Regions from separate parts of the Gossypium hirsutum genome. Here region 1 is linked to region 2. The links are chromatin contacts, called in public Hi-C maps. All regions are on one chromosome and are shown on one strand. Each heading gives the region's core, a stretch centred on a gene start, on an enhancer-like site or on the middle of the called end of the contact. The rest is flanking DNA. Distances are from core to core; before and after follow the strand shown.

Region 1 (3,744 bases), core at 990-3,489, 230 kb after region 2:
TTGCTAACAATACATTTGGAATGAATCTAGACAAACTAGTATCTAGAATCAGATATATTTGGACAAACATTTGTCTAGGTTCAATCTTGATGTTGAAAAAAAGTGTACTTTTTTTATTAATTTCTACATTTTAAAATTTTTTTATTTATGTTTTGCCATGTAGCATACTAAGAAGTTACCATGTGTCATCGCTAGATTGGTTACCAGTGTCACGTCAGTACAAACTAACAGTATCAGTACAGAGATACCACCATTGTTGATGGAATACAAGTTCAAGTATGAACTAGGTCCAAAAAGTAGTATCAACTAGATATAAATGGAAAATTTTAGGGGGCAAAATATATATTTACCCAATATAATATTAAAAAAATGTTATAATGTCTATATAAAAAATTTAATAAATAAAAAAGATATGTAAAACTATTAAATATTAAACTAAAAATAATATAAATATTTTTTAAAAAATTAAAGACTAATATAAATGATCTTAAATTAAGTTTAAATTAATTATTTATAAATATGAATAAACTTAAATAAAATTAAATTTCTAATTTGAATCGAATTGAATTTGGATAAGCATAAACTATAATTTTTAACTCCGTAAAATATTGATTTAGCCTAGCCTTAAGTGATTATTTGAGGGGAGGGGTTGAACTTGAGGTGAGGGCTATGATGATGATGAAAGTGCTGAGGGTCACAAATTGCGAAATCAAAGGTGATAAATAAAAACGGATCAAAAACTTTAGATTCATCAACATTTTATTCGAAACAAAACTTTAAAAAAGGAAGAAAAAAATTTGAACTCCAACAAAATTAGCTAACAAACCAAAACGTCTAAGCAACAAGTGTTATAAGAGAAGGAAAAAAAAAACATGTTTAAGAGCCTCTCTTAGGTTGTCTTTGGATCCAGCTTCCATTGTTTATGAAAGTGTTGATATCTAATAAATAGCTCAAATCCTTAGACGACAGCTTCTTCTCCCATGCCACACGCTTCGACTTGTTTGCCCCTGCTCCTGTACAATCTACTTCGGCATAAACTATACTATTTCTGCACAAATTTTATCAATGAAACTATCAAAAACTAACCATGCCTAATTGACTCATTAGTTCCAACAAAGATAAAAAAAATTCCAAGGCCTAAAAATCTTACTCTTTCTTAACATAATTCCACGCTGACCAACCCTGTGGTACGATGATACCCGACATCCTCGTGCGGTAAAACAATACTCTGGCATAAGGTTTATATGCTCTTCCTAGATAAGCAGGACCTGTTCCGAATATCCATCCCTCTTTGAACACGAAACCACTATGATCAACTACGCTATCCCGAGCTTGAGCGGTGATATAAGCCGCCATGCCGCTACGTTGAGCCGATGCCGTTACATTTAAATTGCATCCCTACATGAAACTTTGAGTGTAAATATACCTCAATCACAGAGAGAGAGAGATTCGTGTGATTATAATCGAGTCAATGCCTACTTGGTAAATTGATCTTCCGTTTCCCCATATGAAATCAACAGCACCTTCAATATAACAATTTTCAAAGTAATGACGACCTTCTGAATCTGTCAGTGTATCTTGTACACTTATAAACCGACATCGATAAAATGCAGCCATGTCTGCATTGATCAGAGCTGCTGGTGCCCATGTAATTGGTGTTCCAGGTTCAAGATTGTAAGTATTCTGTCAAACAAAAAAGGTTATTTGTTCAATATAATTGTGAATATTTTTAGACTTGAACGTGCAAAAAGTTAAAGTTGATAGACCTTGAATGTTATATCCATGGCAACAAAATCGTCAGCATACAAAGAGAGTGTAGAACTTTTAATAGAGTCACCCCCATCTCCAAACTGGACAATTGTCGACCTGTATGACTCTCCTTGAAGAAGAATTCTTGGTTTATCTCTAGGGATAGTCACCTTTTCACTAAACAAATATTAAAGCATAAGATTAGAGCTATAAATAAACCACTTCATTGGTCCGCAAATATATATATATATATACACCAAAGAGCTTCAGCGGTAAATATATTACTTGTAGATACCGGCTTTAACATGAATAAGTGTCCAAGCTTCATTGTTTGATGGAACAGAATCAATGGCATTTTGAATAGTGGTGAAACTCCCATGGCCTGATTGATCTACTATGATAGTTTTTCTAACTTGACCATCTGTCTTGGTTGACATCGAGAGGACTAAAACCAGCAAACTACTGTTGAGGAAGAAATTGAAAAACTGCATTTTTTTAATGGAATAGGAGCTTAAGTATTGTAGAAAAATAGAATGACTTGGGTCAATATATATACCATTTGAGATAATATGTTTGAACTGGAAAGTTAACATTTGTTTTCTTCTTTTTGGCAGTTTATCTGGCAAAATTGGGAAAATAAGCCATTTTCTGATAGATTATTATGAAAGAATCTGGTACTAGGGTGAGCCAGACAACTCAAGGCTGTGTTGACCAACAAGGCATAACTTTCCTTAATAAGGGGAAAACCATATTAGCACCCAAAAATCTGCTTTCCATAGATGGCTTTGAAACCGTTTTTACTCATAATGAAAAAGGACACTAATTTATAGGTGTTGTAATCCATATAATTAAAATTTTCAGCTTCAATTTTGAAAGTCCAAGTTAATTTTTATTTCAAATTTCGGGGGGCTTGACTTTGATTTTTGATTTTGACTTTGACTTTGACTTTGACTTTGACTTTTTATTTATTTGTGATTGTTATTAATATTACATATAAAAGAGATGACCATGCATGCGAAGATGGCAGCCATATTTTGCAAAGGGAAAGAACAAAAAGGACAACAATTAAAAGCAAAGAGAGGGTACAAGACAAGGCAAGGAATAACCATGTGAAAGTAGAGAAAAAGTACAAAAATTAAATGTGATAGAGAAGCAACATGGCAAGGGGGAAAATAAAAGAAGAAAATTTGGCTTTTAAAAAGTCCAAGCTTAAGGGGGCTCAAGGGTGAGAAAAAAAACAAAGAAAGAAAGAGCTCCAAGTAAGAGAAAACCAGAGAAAACCAAAGCTGAAAGAAAAGAGAATAGCAAGGAGCCACCACTAGATAAGTCAAGAGAGCAAGGAGAAAACAGAGACGTTACATGCGAAAGCCAAAGCTAAAAAGGACCGAGAAACCTTTAGCTGGTATAATTATATACACTTTGTTCTAACTTGAACTCATTTACTTTGTGTATGCATTGCAAAATCTTGTTTTGGGTATCATAACAAGATTCAACTGAGTTGAAATTTGTATTTTCAATACAAAGCAGAGATGACGGTGATTGAGGACGGTTCGCTTAGTGGGTGGAGAGTTGTAGATAATATAGTATGAGAGATGGAGGAATTTGGGAGACGACAGTTGGAAGAGAGAGAGCGCCCTATCCCTCGTTCTTGAGGGATCTTTTAAAGGGTATCATTGTTCCTTCTTGAGGTACCACATGTTTTTTTTCTATTGGCTTCATATTCCCTAAAACTTAGTTGATTTATTGACGTCACTTCCTCTTAAGTATGAGTCATCATGTCAAGACAACGAGTAAATTTTACATACGGTAGACATGATGTCTTTGTCAAAGGTGTGGTCCCTTTAGGGTGTGCTCTCCTAGCTGTGGGCCTGGCCTTGACTGACAAAACTTGTTGTCACAAATTATCTTAGCTCATGGAACACCTTGCAAGAGCAATGTATCATGAGGCGGTTTCGCAAGATTTAAGTATAACAATATCTACTTTTGTAAACATTT
Region 2 (3,883 bases), core at 56-2,555:
TCTGCTCGTGCTTCACAGAAAATTGGAAGACTAGAGTCTTGCCCTTGTTGTTAACTTCTGGGAACTCAGCTGAAATAGCATAAAACCTGTAGTCTTCACTAGTTTGAATACCTGTGCAAAACGCAGAGCCATAGGTAACTAACTTGAAACATAGCCTTTATCTATACCAAGTTATGAGTAATTCCAGAAGGTTACCTTTGTCATTAGGATCTCCATTCCATTTTCCAGAAGTGTAATTCCATTCCCCAGCCATGTTCTCATCTTTCTTCCAGTCAGATTTTACCCAACGACTTTCCCATCCATCTAAAGTTTCAGGACAATAGAAAAGCAAAATCAGCGAAGAGAAGTACAATTAAGCTTTTCGGAGACAATGAAAACTAAAAAAAAGTTCAATTAAAGCAAAAGTAGCTTCCTTTTCATAAGTTCTCACTCATTTGTTCGAAAGAGTACAGAATCTAAGGAATGTTAGAAAGAGTACACAATTTGTAAATAGATGCAATTTCTGCTCTGCTATGGTTTCTATCCTTGCAGCTAAAAAGGATAACTTTTAGTTATTTCCCTCTCACATTTCTAAAATTAACGTTTTCATCACTTATTTTTGTCAAGTTAACGTTTTCATCCCCTTATTTAAAAGACATACTTGACTCGTAATTAGCCAATTACTATAAAATGAAGGAATAAAATGAATAACAAAACGACAAATAATAATATATTAATTACCATTATTTCTACCATCCTCTACAGTTACAGATCAAAACTGAAAAGTCAGTGACCGTAACATTCACTGTCATTTTTTTATCGCAATTAAACTACATTTCTAACACTAATTTTATCTAGAACTGAATTAGGAAAGCAGATCATCAGTTGATCTACTCGAATTAATTGCACTTCTAAACGTAATTAAGTATTTGAGTAAAGAAACAAATGAAAAAAATCCGACTGCCAAAAGAAAACATATAAATCCCCGATTCGTACAAATTAGATCAAACAGAAAGCTAAAACATCTAAAAAAAACAGATCCAAATGACAAAAAAACAAGCCGATCTAAAGGTTGAGATACGACAGAAAAAATTTAGTACTCGAAAACCGAGAGAAATGAGTAAAGAAAATAGTTTACCTTCGAAGCGTTCTTCGAAGAAAACTTCAGCAGAGGCGATGGCGACGAGAGAGAGGAGAATAAGAGATAAGAAATTAGGGAACGGTTTGTGATTCGCCATGGTTGTACTCATCTAAGAGAAAAAAGAATAAGTAGAGCTGCAGACCGAGGGCGAGACCGATTGTGGGTTCCTCTATATATTGGTTGAACTCACTGGTTTTTGAGGTGCAGGTATTGGCTAAATATGACGTGGGCCAATGATTTGTAGACATGTCATTCGTCAGTGTCATTGGATTGACGTGGCGTAAAATTATTGGAAAGAAGTTTTGCATGACACGTAGAAAAGTTTCTGCTTGTTTGGCTAGGAGTTTAAGGAGTTACGTTTTAGAATTTCAAATTAGTTGCAAGTTGCAACTATTTTATGAGATCCTTTAACAGAAAGTATTATACGGAAGAGATATATTATTTTAATATCATATCAGTAATTTTATTTTAAATTTTAAGATTTTTATTTTATTTTATTTTTTTAAGTTAAAAATGTTGAAATTTAAGATAAAAATATTGATATGATATTAAACTATTGAAAAAAATAAATAAATGATGTGACGTCACTCTTTCATACAATCATTTCTCGTCCAAAGAAAGAATAGTATGAAAGATGGATATTATTTATTTTCAATAGCTTAATACCACATAAGCAATTTCATCTTAAATTTCAAGATTTTTATTTGATTTTGATTTTTTTTTCAAAATGAAAATATTGAAATTCAAAATGAAAATTTTAATATAGCATTAAACTATTAAAAAAATGATACAGATAAAGTGGCGTCACTGTTTCATACCATTATTTCGTGTCCATTAAAAGTGTTTTGGGTTAAAAATGATTTTCAATTATAAATAATGTTAAATAAACAAACATAAATTTTAATGTTTATTATGTTTGTTTAGTGTTTTTAATATGTTTATTATGTTATAGATGTTTTGATAAATTTATTGGAACTTTTTTTTTGTTAATATTTGTATATATTAACATAATTATTTATAGTAAGTTTATTTTATTTTTTTCATATAATTTATTTCGATTTATTTAATGCGGTGCATAGTTTGTTATTACAACTCAATTTAGAATTTTTTTTTTGTATTTATGTTTTTAATCGATGACAATTTAATTTTAAATTATTTATATAATTTGTAATAGTAATTACTTAAAGATAAAAAAATTTTACATTGTTTTTATTTTATTTTGAAATGATATTATTTAAAGGGATGTGTGATGTATTAGTCATGTTATATTGTATTTTATCTCAAATTACCATATCTTTTGCTAATTTATTACAATTTTTCAATAAAAATATATTTAAATGGCAAATACTTAATATAATTAAAATTAAAAATTGTAATCAACCATTCAAATTCCCAACATATTGAGGCATATAAAATCGAATGTAAAATAAAATTAGAAATGTGTTATATTATATTAGAATAAAAAATACTATATTAATTATAAAACCAATATGTTTAATATAAAATAATATTTATTTAGAATATAAAAATTAATACAAATTTATGTATATGTTTATCAATTAATTATTATTTTTCAGCAATACAAAAAATGGTAATAAAATTTATTAATCATTTTTTTTAAAATGTGTCAGTTTTTCTTCTCTTCTATTTGTCTCAACTGTGGTTCGCAAGAACTTAATTCCAGTTTCCAGCAACTGGTTGGAAAAGAACAAATTTTTAAATTCATTTTTTCTTTTCTATTTTTAACTCGTGATTGATTTTTTTTCTTGTTCTTATTATATTTTTCTTCCAAAAAAATTTCAATCTTCGGCTTTTTATTTTTATTTTATAAAGCATTTGTATTTCCAAATTTAGTTATTTTGTTTTTGTTGGATTTCTTTATTTTTGTGCTTTGCATGATGATTAGGTAATAAGTAAATATAGAAATTAAGTAAATTTTAATAAGAAAAATATTGAAAAATAACTTTATGCATGGAAAGTAATGTCAATGACATCTATGAAAAAATTTATAGGAATAGTTTTGTATAAATTTAAGAATTATGTAAAGGGAGTTTTAGTTGTTAATTTGAATTGTCGGTTATTATGTTAATTATATATTAAATAAAATGATTAAAATGTAAATAAAGTTAAAGTAAAATGTCAAAAATCGAATTATTGACGAGGCTAGGTTTGTATTGAAAGGTCTACACTTAGTATAAGAGAAATGTTTCAGACAAATGGAACTTGAGTGTGATAATGCACCGTTGGTTAAAACACTCTTGGCTAGCGGAGCAACAAATAGAAAAATGGTGGAACTACAACTAATTTATGGCCTTCTATGTAGGAGATGGAAAGTGTGTATCAAGTATATATCGAGAGCACAAAATAGAATGGTCGATCATATGACTAAATTGGCTAAAACTACCATTGTGCTCTGAACCCCTCTGTACCTAAACCCCTACCATTGTGCTCTTCCTGAATAGTGTTGCCAACATTAGGATTATCTTCTTTTGCCTCAGCCATATTGCCCTTCCCCTCGAAATCCCCTTTAAAATTCCCCCCAGAATTCTCCTCCCTCAACTACCTGCTGACTACTATCGCCTCTCTCCTTAGCACTGCCCTTAGAGAGAGATACTATCTGAATTCCACTACTTGTGTACCTAACGTGATCCAAATCAAGCAGAAACCCTCCCCATGCCCCAGTTTAGCATACAAAAAACAAATCAACATGAGTTTTTCATACTGAAAAAAGGCGTAAGTCAAACAATCCTGAGGAAAAATGAT

Evidence for each region. A called contact is a pair of places that touch in the nucleus more often than the background predicts.
Region 1: a Hi-C map of leaf shows a contact between it and region 2, with 2.1 times the contacts expected there. The contact joins the promoter of LOC107894447 here to the promoter of LOC107893231 in region 2. A contact is called at or near these places in 2 of 34 Hi-C or Micro-C datasets (both in leaf).

The regions. Positions count from the first base shown.
Region 1 is chrA13:104,873,034-104,876,777 of Gossypium_hirsutum_v2.1, forward strand. It overlaps LOC107894447 (probable pectinesterase 29), which reads right to left and starts at 2,240. Exons shown (of 5, transcript XM_016819721.1): 1 at 2,035-2,240; 2 at 1,767-1,926; 3 at 1,480-1,683; 4 at 1,151-1,398; 5 at 877-1,048. The coding sequence starts at 2,240. The coding sequence ends at 877.
Region 2 is chrA13:104,641,933-104,645,815 of Gossypium_hirsutum_v2.1, forward strand. It overlaps LOC107893231 (calreticulin), which reads right to left and starts at 1,306. Exons shown (of 14, transcript XM_041085558.1): 1 at 1,118-1,306; 2 at 196-303; 3 at 1-111. The coding sequence starts at 1,229.